Linked DNA regions of Xenopus laevis: region 2 is linked to region 1. A link is a contact called in public Hi-C data. All regions are on one chromosome and are shown on one strand. The core of a region is the stretch at or near the end of the contact, and the rest is flanking DNA. Distances in the headings are between cores, read along the strand shown.

What was found. A called contact is a pair of places that touch in the nucleus more often than the background predicts.
Region 2: a contact with region 1 is called in a Hi-C map of the XL177 cell line, with 4 times the contacts expected there. The contact joins the promoter of plxnc1.L here to the promoter of socs2.L in region 1. A contact is called at or near these places in 2 of 4 Hi-C or Micro-C datasets (the XL177 cell line and the XTC cell line).

The regions. Positions count from the first base shown.
Region 1 is chr3L:63,164,864-63,171,680 of Xenopus_laevis_v10.1, forward strand. socs2.L (suppressor of cytokine signaling 2) reads left to right here and starts at 1,301. Exons shown (of 4, transcript XM_041586302.1): 1 at 1,301-1,973; 2 at 4,952-5,273. The coding sequence starts at 5,126.
Region 2 is chr3L:63,298,550-63,304,606 of Xenopus_laevis_v10.1, forward strand. plxnc1.L (plexin-C1) reads left to right here and starts at 2,179. Exons shown (of 31, transcript XM_018252396.2): 1 at 2,179-3,212. The coding sequence starts at 2,274.

The DNA of each region.
Region 1 (6,817 bases), core at 51-2,550:
TAAAAAATCATTGTGATAAAATGTAGGAAATAACCAGTGACTGCTTCTAGTTATAACCCATGGGAAATGCAGTCCCACAGTACTGTTGAATGTTAGGAGTTGTACCGTAGTTCTTTATCAAATGGAAGTGGACTCAATTGTAAGGAAATGATTGTACAAATATAATAGTTTTCTTTTTTTCAAAACTAATATTGTGTATTAATAATATTTACTTGACTGATATCTGTTTGTTACATTGTTTTTTTTTTACAGAAGAAAGATTGTCTTGAACCCTACTTCCATACTCAATAGTCTGCCCTGACTTGGTACTTATCTATGCTTTTATCCCAAGGTGCCCCCTTATGCTGTACTAATACTGTTTAACTGTTTATAAAGCCAAGGTGAGAAAATAATTGTTCCTTGTAGGAAAGGTTGTGTGCCAGTGAGCTATCTCCTCACACACACATATACATACACCCACACTTTTTTGCTGAAGTTTTCAACGTACTTTACCAAATAATAAAAAGAATAATTTTATGTTTGTTTTCCCTGTCCAGTCTTCTGCTGCATACCTTAATGAATAAAATAACTAAAAATAATCCCTTTGCTAAACCACTTAAAGAAAAAAATAATCCAAAACAACTGCAGTCAAAATATGCGTAAAGTACACACTTGGTAATACTGTGTACTGTGCTCAGCTACGTAAAAAGGGCGGAAACTTCCAGGAATTATTTGTATATAAATGCTTAACTCTCAGCCATTGCCTTGAATATAGGAAACATTTCTTTTTCTGCCAAACCATTGTAGCGATTTTATTTTTTTGTGCATAATGCTCATGAAAAGAAGTGTATATGAGACGGGGGATGATGTTGAAGAAGGAACCCACACAAGAGCAGAGAGGGGGGAGATGTATAGAAGCATTCAGTCTGTGGAGGTTTGTTTCTGCATGGAAAAACACCAAGAGCTGCTTTAGGCACCCAGCCAGCCAAGGTGCACAGAGAAGTTTATTACAGAGCAGGCAACTTCCTAGAAAGCCTGCAGTTGTTGGATAAAGTGCAGACAGGGCCTGTTTATTCCTGGCTCTATCTGATGGCTTGCTATGTGAGGCCACTAGAATGAAGTTTTAATCCAATAAAAGACATGCACTCTGAATTGTTTTGTTATGGCTTCTAGGCAAGAACAGAATGTGTAGGTCTCCTTGCCTGCTGCATGTGCCACTTGCCAGCTACAACAGCCATTTAGAAGTGGTGCAAATGTATAAAGGTTTCTGGGAGTTTTCATGAACAGCTGCATTTGTGTTCTTCTATGTCTATCAGGGGTCTTGAGATCTTTTCAAAAGCTTCTCCTGTAACTGGGGTGAAGCATTTTAAAGCAGGACAGGCCCATATTCGTGTAATATTATACACAAACCAAAACTATATGTTAATGGCAGATGTGGGGCTGGGAGTTGTAGTTAGTGTGTGACCTCGGCTATTGGCACAAAAACTGAATTCTGGGGCTGCAGAAATGGAGCTAAGGGACAGAATGATTAGATATGTTTCCCATAAACGCGGTCTTGTGGCAGCCACTGAACTGGCGCTTTTTATTATATGTGTCATTGGATCTTCAACGACATCCCTCACACTGGTAATACATCGATGAGGAATGAAACGGCAATATAAAGTCTGCACAGCGTAGTAAACAAAGATCCCCTGGCCAGTTAGAAATGTGACATGAAAACACTAGAACTAGTTCACAGTCCCTCTCTGGCAGAAGGCGGCAGGCAGCCCCGCCTCTGTGTGTGTGAGGAGAAGATGCACTTCCCAGAGATTTCCACTGGCGGCAGCAGAGAGCTGAGCGCGGAGACATTGGTCACGTGGGCCAATTCCTGGAAAGTTCCTGGAAAGCGGCCTTTGCATTTACCAGATATGGGGAGGGAGAGACAGGCGAGCAGATCACAAGCGAGGGAGGGGGAGAGGAGACACTCAAAGATTCGCACAGGAGGAGGAAACACGGTAATGGGGGGAAAAGCAGTCTGCGCTAGTCATAGGCATCGTAACCATCGGTCTGATTTGTTTTTCCATTTGCAAAAGGCACTTGTGAACATACAGTGTGTGGCAGCTGTGGGATGTTGCCTTCATTCACCTTGCTCGCTGCGTGTGTCCAGTGCAGTGAGTGTCTGTGTGTGTGTGTCAGTGTGTGTGTGTGTGTGTCAGTGTGTGTCCCTGCTTTCTATTCCTATACTGAGCAAACATCTGAAGATGAGCGCGCACACAAACACACACACTCAGACGCACCCACTAAATCCAGACTGGGTCTTTGAAAAAACGCAGACAGGAGAGAGTTGGGGGGCACTGCAGGCGCCACGGTGTCTCAACACCTCCACAGCACACAACACATCACAGCACACAACACAGCGCACATCACATCACACAGCCGCTGTACAACCCAATATCAGGCTCCTAATAGGAGGCGGATTTTTGGGGGGAGATGAAGGGCTAAGGGGGCGCTAAGAAACAACAATATCTTAGGTGGTGGTGGGGGGGGGAGCAATCCAATGAGATTAGAGGGAGGGGGTTGATCCAGGAATTGAACCCCCCCTCCTCCAGCTACATATTCAATGTTTAAGTCACATCCTTGGGATCTTTTGTACATTATTAGAATAAAAGGAAGTCAATGCAGAGCTGTGGAACCTCCTCAACCAGGAGGAACGTATCACACGAGAGCACAAGGTAAAATATGTTTAGAATCTAGAAATCTCTCTTTATACATACATACATACATACATACACACACACACACATATCGTGGCAGCCAATGTGCACACCGAATTGGTAACGGCAGGGAAAACAATTAGACAGCTTTCCTAGACAGCCCAAAGGTGTTCTGGATATACACTGCGTGGTGCACTTGATTCAGTATTTTACAGTTCTTGCTGCACTAGACTCTCAATATACAGTACTTGTTGCACTAGACTCTCACTATACAGTTCTTTCTGCACTAGATTCTCAATATACAGTTCTTTCTGCACTAGACTCTCAATATACTGTTCTTTCTGCACTAGACTCTCAATATACAGTTCTTGTTGCACTAGACGCTCAATATACAGTTCTTTCTGCACTAGACTCTCAATATACAGTTCTTGTTGCACTAGACGCTCAAAATACAGTTCTTTCCGCACTAGGCGCTCAATATACAGTTCTTTCTGCACTAGACTCTCAATATACAGTTCTTTCTGCACTAGACTCTCAATATACAGTACGTGTTGCACTAGACTCAATATACAGTTCTTTCTGCACTAGACTCTCAATATACAGTTATTTCTGCACTAGACGCTCAATATACAGTACTTGTTGCAATAGGCGCTCAATATACAGTTCTTGCTGCACTAGGCGCCGAATATACAGTGTTGAAGTGCTAGATACACTCTTGCTGCACTAGTTACAATGTTTATACATGACTTGCTCCACTAGCTACATTATTTCACACTTCAGGATAAAGAGGGTGGGTTTTTAGTGCACTTTGGAGATAGTAACCACACACACACAGGTGGGAATCAGTTGTACCTGACTGATGACATGTGAGGGGGATGCCCATCCAGCGACCCTCCTGTTGTATTAGATCGCTGCTTCAAAGAGACAGCTGGAGGGTTGCAGGCAGAAGAGCACTTCATTGGTCACCACCTGCAAAACTGTAAAACATTCCAAACACCTGGTGGAGGAGCACCATTTAGTAGGGCTTGACCTGCTAAATCATTTACAGACAGATTTGTTTACAATGATTGAATTCCCACTCCAGAGTAGGGTCGATGTTTCTTTACTCGCTAATGTTGGCGTTGTACGATACAATCTCTAGTATGTCCGGACAGAGCGGACTGATCAGGGCGCTGCGATTATTAAATTCTCCCAACAACAAACTGGGGCGCTTTCTAGAAACTCTGTGTGCGAGTCGGCGACTTTTCTCTCTCTTGCTTTTTTGGGAGAATTGAAGATCGGGGCGTGTGGGGAGCGAGAATGAAAAAGTCTAGCTTGATCCTCCTTTATTTCTTTCTTTGTGTTGCTTCTGAGCCCCCTCAATTGGCTGAACTTTCCAAAACGGCGGCGATAATACGCGGCACCGACGCGAAGGTAAACTGAATGCGATGTTATAAATAATGATTCCTGTATGTAAATAATTCGGTATTGTTGGCGGTTTATTCGATCTGTGTGCACTTGAGCACAGCCAATGAGCAAGTGTCCTTACAGCAAGGTGAGCAGCTGTTTGTGGTGCAGATGTGGTGTATTACATAAAGGTCACTGTAACCTACACATTTGTTATCTCCTCCGTTTCCAAATCCATGTTTCCGTTTGAAACAAAACGCTGGGGCTGGTTGGGAGCCTTAATAACGTTTTGGACTCATTCAGAGGAAGCTAGCGACCTTCCAGCCATTGGAAAACTATTCAATTGAACTGAACAAAGCGCCATAGATTATTTGAGTTGCCCCCAAAGCAGTACAACCTGAACATTGTTGCACATTTGCCTTAATATGACAACACAGGTTATGCTGTTAATATTGTTTATTGGTGTTATTACGCCGCCAGGCTGTGTCTAGACTGCAGAGGAACGATTAGACACAGGTTTGCTGTTGCTATATCTACAGCCCGCATAGTAACGCGTATTACTGCACAGGGTTATTTTTATTATCAGGCTGTCGAGCAATAGGGCTAAAGTTTGCTGTTGTTATTATTATTATTACTGTCATTATTGAGTAATAATGTACAGGTTAGGGCTCTGGTTTCATCAGACTGAAGTCGTAGAGTTGTCGCCCATTGTGCCATCGTCTCTATCATTTTCCTGCGATTCTTGGAAGGTAAAGTGCAGCTCTGGGAAGGTTATTTGTATAATCGGGTTCCTCACACCACGGATAATTAAATATAGGGCTAGTGAAATGGTGGCTATTTCCCAGCTCTCACACCTACTGTTCTCTAAAGCGTTTCTTTGCGTTTGGTTGCAGGTGAAGGCGGCGGGAGGATCCCAGATCAGAACCCGAACACACGCCAACTGAAAGAAACTGGACTTCCTGAAATGCACTCTGGCTGCTCATAGCGCTGCGCTTTGCACTGCGGCTGGAGGCCCTGTGTTTGCGTCTCAGAGAATAGTGGAGCTGCTGAGCGCAGCGGGCTGTCCAATGACCCTGAGATCGCCCGAAACGTCAGACAGCCCGAGTACCATAGAAAGCGGCTCCGGGGAGACCGGCTCACCGCCCGGGGGCATCAAGGAGGGTCGGGATCGGGAGGATCGCATCGCTGAGTCTATGGCAGAGCTCCGGAGATCAGGTAGGTCATATCTGAGCCTTCACTCTACTTGTAGTTACAGGCACACCAGCATTAACCGTTCTTGCGACACATAGCGTTGTTGTTTTATGTAGAATTTTGTGAGGAGCCCAGGTTATGCCTATGCCAGTCCTAAGTGCCAAGTTGTCTAGGTGCCTGTTTACACTAATTCTGAATGAGAAACATGAACTGGATTGATTTTTTTGAACTACGTAACGTTTACTATGTGAAAATAGGTCCTTGGGAAAAATATTCTCACATTTTGCCCCTCATTTGGATTGCACCAGTTTTACCCCCTGGTTACCAAATTGAAAGCAAAATGCCTTTAGAAGGAAATGGTATAATCACATAGCCTTTCATTACTGCTTGGAAAATCATTAAGCATCAGTAGACTGAAATCATCACATTCCCTGACATGATAAGCACTTATATTATTCAATTAACATCTAATTAATGCTACATAAAAGTCAGAGCAGTTATACAACTGTGAGACTACTGGTGCCAAGAAGGAAACTTTTTTTTTCTTTTTTAATGTTTTTATTTTCCTGCCCCTACAGTATTTGTGCCAGTGCAATCTGCATGCTGAGATTGAATACACAGTTTATAATTGTACTCCGTGCAAACAGGTGGTCAGTGCTTAGGCAGAGCTGAAAGCTCTCCAGTACTTATTTTCTTAGAAAGCATTCTTCTGATTATTGATATTTATAAGACACCAAGCAGATGTGAACTGCACACGTGGCCACAAAATCTGTATACTGGTTTAGGGCATAAAGTGTTGGAATTGGAAGTGTTCTCTAGGTTATACTGAGTTTTTATTTTAATGTAAGTGTTACAAGCCTTCCCTCCTGTATGCGCTTGTGTTGCTCACTGGCACAGCACCTGCTGTAAGTGAGGGTGGTCATGCTGGTGGTGGGTGGCGAGTAGACATATGTTTGGCATGGAGAAGCTCAGCAAGTTGGATTAAGTATGTGTATAGTTGGCGGTAGAACCCAGAATATTAGAGGAGTGGCTTATCACTGGCAAATACCTTTTATGCATTTATTATATTATGCACACAGTGATTGGGGCAAAGTTCTGGCCATCAATGTGATGTGCAAATAAAATAAACATAAAATAAAGTTAGTTATATTATACATTTGTGTTCAAGTGCCACAGTTCACAGATATCATCCGTTTTCACCCATTATTACCCAAAATGAAATGCAAGGTTCCTACTGCTAAAGTTGGTGCTTCTAATAAATATATATATATATATATATATATATATATATATATATACACATATATACACATATATACACACACACACACATATATATATATATATATATATATATATATATATATATATATATATATATGAAAGTGGAGATTTATTGGTGATCCAATGTTTCGGCTCCGCACAGAAGCCTTCGTCTTTCTCTGACGAAGGCTTCTGTGCAGAGCCGAAATGTTGGATCACCAATAAATCTCCACTTTCATTTGAATTATTGACTTGATGTATTTCCTTGGAGTGCTGTCAATCCCTGCATTTGGTCTACATACATC
Region 2 (6,057 bases), core at 929-3,428, 130 kb after region 1:
TACGCCAGCACCCGTTAGTAAATCGGCAAAGTGGCAAAATGACGTCACGCTGGCGAATTTTTGCTAGCGTTAGCCACTTCGCCCTTTAGTGAATTTGCCCCTATAGGAGATGGTCTTTGGAGCTTTCTAGATAGATGTTTCCATATAAGGAATCCCATACATGTAATACATATACTAATATATATAATTACAACAGTGTAGCAGATTATTGTAAGACAGGCAAGATGGACACATTTTAATTGTTGCATATTGCATTCAGTTCAGTTCTGATTTGGTTATAAACTGTCCACATAACTACAAGTGGCCTCTACTTGTCTCCTGCAGGTACAATAAAACCTTAAAACTCGTATTTGTTATGGGGTGGAGCATTTATACTTTGGTAGGAGGTTTGACTAATGTAAAAAAAAAAAAAAAAAATTAAATCCACCATGATCATTCAACAACATTCCCATTCCAAAATAATTAAACCTTTACGGGCACTCTATATCTGTAAGATTATTTCTGGTGTTACCATAATGGCACACACAAAGGATGATTTTAAATAGACAATTTGCACCTTGCTTTCAAACTTTCATCCTTCCATTCAACTGTATTTCTGCTGCCACCCAGAAAGGTCAAAATTCCAGTATAAAAGATAGAAATGTGGTTCTTACAGTTACTAGGGGTTGCTTTCGGCTCCACCTGAAGCAGGGTTTTCAGCTCATGATAGAACCAGCACTAGTCTATTGAAAAGCTTACCCAACAAGCACAATTAATTACATTAAGTACAATAAATAATTGTATCTCTGACCCCTACGGTTAAAATGATTCATAGCCTGTATCTTTGGTTTCAGATCTGCTAAACTGTGGTCGGTTTCAGATGTTTTCCAAAAGTATGGACTTATGATAAACTGATTAGATAGCACTGGGCTAAAATAATCTGCTCTGTGAGACACAAAACATCTAGAAGCAATGTGGACTTGTTAGTACTGTTATAGTTTACCTCATGGGCAATAAACAGATTAGTTATCAATTAAAATTGCACCACAGTGACCATAAACGTCCTGTATATACGTATACTGCCTATAATGCCCTGTGCATATTTCCTGAAAGGTTGTAATCCTGCCTCCTCCACTGGATTATGGTGTTTTTTGCAGGTGGTCGCAGAAGGTTTTTTATCATTTATATAAGAGATTACAGAGTTTTACTGAGATTATACATTTCCCTGTGGAAACACACATTCAGACACAATGGTCCACTTTTTACCTGCAAAAGAAGAAGGGAGGAAGTCAAGATTAAAAGTTGCCTTCCTGTCTCAATAAATGAGCCTTTATGCATCCAAGGTATTTGCATTCCAGTATATACCCTGTGAATATGTATCCTCTATATAAGCCTATAACACTTTCCTTGGGGTTTCCAAATAGGTTATTAGTAATTAGTCATGGGCCCAGTAATTTTAAGTGGGTGATAAAACTTCTTGGTGATTATCAAATATCCTCATATTATATAGCATGGCAGGGGGTATATTATTTACAATACACACATTTTAGTGATTCGTGTAGGGTTCACCCATGACCAGTATTTTTCCAGCTTGGAGCAGTAGAAATAACACATAATGCCAATGTTATTAAAGATGAAGTAAGATAAAACTATAGGAAGGCCAGTATTTTTTTTCCAGAAAAGGTGGCAACCCAAGAATCTTGAGACATAAATGGCATCACTAAGCTCTGATTGTAACTAATGATATGACCAGGTTTTGTACATCTGCCACAAGATGGTGATAGTGCACCTGCACACAAAGCTTCCCCCCCTCTGACACCAGACTAGACATACCCAGACTGCTGCTTTTGAGGTTCAGCTCACAGACTTTTGGTTTATTATAAAGACCAATGTAATTTCACAGCACCCTTTTGAAAAAATCTTAAACTGTTATCAACACATCCAAGGTAGCAATAATTAAAGCATGCATAGGTACAAGTCCAATCTAATATTTATTAGAACATGTCCATCAGTTTCCTGTCTGCATCTTACCTGTAACTTTTATACATTTGGTACCATCATTATCACTAAAAATATGCAGTAACTAAAAATAGTGATTAGGACTTTAGTTACTGGCTACAGCCACAGAATTTGAACTGTCTCGCCACAAACTAACCAATAAATATACACGTCAAAAAGGGGAACTGCTGCAATGTAGAGGAGAACACAGCAAAGTTTCCTGCATTTACACAGTGGATCCTAATAACCGCAACTTCAGCATTGCTGCCCGTGTCTGGACAATACTCTCTTTCAGGATGCCTCCTGTTTTCCATGTAATTAACCTGTTCAGCGCTATGTTATCCATAGTCTCAGTTCTCAGTGAGGATCCTGGACTTCTGGTGAATGCAGTAAGGAACATCGCTGTGGTGTCAGACCGTGTTGTTGTGGCCACAGACTGTACCAGTTGTGAGTCCTGCCTGTACCAGTTTGATCACACCCTGAGCCAGCAGTTGGCTGCAACTTCAGTTAATGGATCTAGAACGGAGTGTCTTGGAAGTGCCCCCCGACAAACAACCACAGGGCAGAAACCTGTGTATAACATGCTGTTGCTTGTGTATAATGACACTGTGCTCAACTGCTGGGTTAAAGATAACTGTTTTTGCAATGAAAGGAAACTGAACCATTCTGAAAACATTATCAGTACTACCCCTAATCTACTGACCAACAACACAAACCTCTCAGCTGCAGGAATTGTATTTACTGCTGACCTATACACCTATCTCATTATTGCTGCTTTTACAAAAAATATCACAGATCTGCATCCAATATCTATAAAAACAAGAATAGATACAGGATTTATAACAGAGGACCGTGGTAGCTATGTACAATTAGCTACAGCAGCTGTTTTGCTGTTTGTGGATGCCTTTTCTTGGGAGAGAATTTTCTTTTTTCCATATTTTTCTCCTGAAGAAGACAAAACCAAAATAATATCTGCAATGTATCGGAAAGGACCAAAACTGCAGCTTTTGCACCTTGTTCATCTTTTTTGTGACAGTGATATACAAAGAGGAAAGATTCTGTCTTCTTTCAATTTTACAAGATCAGGAGGACTCTTTTGGGCTGGGATATTCAGCAGCCAAAGTCAAGTTATGAGCCCAGATAAAACAGCACTCTGCATTTACAATCTCACTGACATGAAACAAGAAAAAACAAACTGTATTGCAGAAGACTTTTTTGACGCTGATAACGATTGTGTGAGTATCCTTTTTGTTTTACTCCAGAAGAACTGTTAAAAGGCACCAACCTCTGTTTATTTATGTCAGTGCCAATTTGGCCAGTGTAATACCTCATTGTACGAGCTTGTGTAGTGCAGTTAAGCACAATAAAACAATGAAAAGAAAATCAAAAAAGCAAAAGTAATGCTGAAATAACTTTAAAATATTAGGCTGTTGCAATCCCATCCTCATATTTTGTGAGATTTAGTGGGACAAGCCTTGTTTAAGGGGCAGATTTACTAAGGTTCGAGTGAATTTTCGAAGTACAAAAAGTTCGAATTTCGAAGTATTTTTTTGAATACTTCGACCATCGAATAGGATACTACGACTTAGAATTTACTTAAAAAACTTCAACTTCAATACTTCGCCAACTTAAACCTGCTGAAGTGCTATGTTAGCCTATGGGGACCTTCCAGAGCAATTTTCTACGTTTTTTATATTCGAAGGAAAATCGTACGATCGTACTACGATTGGAATACGATCGTATGATGAATATAATCCTCCGACTTTGAATGTCGGAGGATTCTATTCGATGGTCGAATTTCAAAGTATTTTCCACTTCGAAATTCGACCCTTGATAAATCTGCCCCTAAGTGTGTTCTCTTGAACTGGGAATGGGTTAATTTATATTTTTTAACATAGCTTTAATGTATGTGTATTGGATTTAGAGCTTATTTCTGCAGGGCTGTTTTAAGGCCTTGGTGGGCCCTGTGCAAAGATCCAATTGGTGGGTACTCTTTGGTGTGAGTAGCATACCAACATTTTAGTCCAGTGATCCCCAACCAGTAGCTCCTGAGCAACATGTTGCTCTCCAACCCCTTGGATGTTGCTCTCAGTGGCCTCAAAGCAGGAGTTTATTTTTCAATTCCAGGCTTGGAGGCAAGTTTGGTTGTATAAAAACCAGGTGCACTGCCAAACAGAGACTCAATGTAGGTTGGCAATCCAAATAGGGGCTATCAAATGGCCAATCACAGCCCTTACTTGGCAGCCCAATAACATTTTTCATGCTAGTGTTGCTCCCCAACTCCCTTTACTTCTGAATGTTGCTCACAGGTTCAAAAGGTTGGGGATCCCTGTTTTAGTCATATCCACTTTGGGGCCACACCCCTAAATGCCACACCATAATCTGTGAATCAGCTAGCAGTTAGCTGTTAAAGTTCTTCCGACGAAATGCCCAGCTGAAAGAGCACAATATATTTTTTTTAAATTGGCTGACAGTAATCTCAAATTAAGGATAAAGAATGTTGGCATTAAAAGTGTTAATAGATGTGATGAAATTAATTTGACACATGAAACTAGTTTTTTTTAATCTAAACTGCTTACAGGGTAAATTTCAGTTCAATTATTTCAGTTATAGCTGCTTAGTAATCACCCATGGGGACTAGTTCCTTTCACTGCATATAAAGAGCATTTTGTTGTACAGAAAACTTTTCTATTTTCCACTTTTCCAATATTGTACATGTGCAGTTCTAGCTACATGTAAAATTAACATTAAGGGGCAGACTTAGCAAGGGTCGAATTTCGAAGTTCCAAAAACTTCAATATAAACTTCATATAGGCTAGTTCGACATTCGAAGTCGAATTCGTAGGATTATTAAGATCGTAATACGATCGTACTTCGAATCGAACGATTCAAACAATTTAATTGTACGATCGTACCATTTTACAAAAAAGTCCTTTGACTTCTCAAAACTTAGCAAATACTGGCTATAGGTTCTAGGAGGTCCTCATAGGCTAACAAAGCAATTCGGCAGGTTTAAGGTGGCGAAGTGTCGAAGTCAAAGCTTTTTAAAGAGACAGTACTTCAATTATCGAATGGTCGACTAGTCGAAGCATTTTCACTTCGAATCGAAGTCGAATTTGGCCTATTGGATGGTCGAAGTACCCAAAAATTATTTTGAAATTCTACGTTTTTGAATTTGAATATTCACTTCGAATTCACTTCGACACTTCACTAAGCTCGAGTGAAGGAATAGAGGAAAATAGAGGTAAAAAATGATTTTCGAATGTTTTTTTGGCTACTTCGACCATCGAATTGGCTACTTCGACCTTCGAGTACGACCTTCGACTTCGAATCGAACGTTTCGAACTAAAAATCGTTCGAATATTCGACCATTTGATAATCGAAGTACTGTCTCTTTAAATATTTCTTCGACCCCCTAGTTCGCCACATAAAACCTACCGAGGCCAATGTTAGCCTATGGGGAAGGTCCCCATAGGCTTTCCAAGGTTTTTCTGATCGAAGGATAATCGTTCGATCGATGGATTAAAATCCTTTGAATCGTTCAATTATTCCTTTGATCGTTCGGTCGAAGGAATTGCGCAAAATCCTTCGACTTCGATATTCGAAGGATTTTAATTCGGCAGTCGAATATCGAGGGTTAATTAACCCTCGATATTCGACCCTTGATACATCTGCCCCTTAGTAAATGTGCCCCTAAGGTAATATTAAGGTGCAGCACATAGGAGTGCCAGCCCACAGGAAAAGTTAGCAATTTAATTCATTAGTGGGTACATAACATAACAACACCACCTTGCATTAGTTAGACTTTCTTTGTCATTTAAAATATCAATTAGACAAGTTATAGGGTTAATATAAACTCATGCATAGTAATGAAGTAACCAATATACAAATTCATTCGAATTTGAAAAACCTGATTTCGAGTTTTTCTCTCTGAAAAAAACTTGAATGTCAGGAAGTCTGCAAACATCACCAAATTGATCCCTGGACCTCTCCCATTGACTTATACTGTAATTCAGGTAGCGAATTGAGTTCTTAAAGGGCCAGAGTATGTTAAATCTCGGAATTCAAATTCGAATTAAA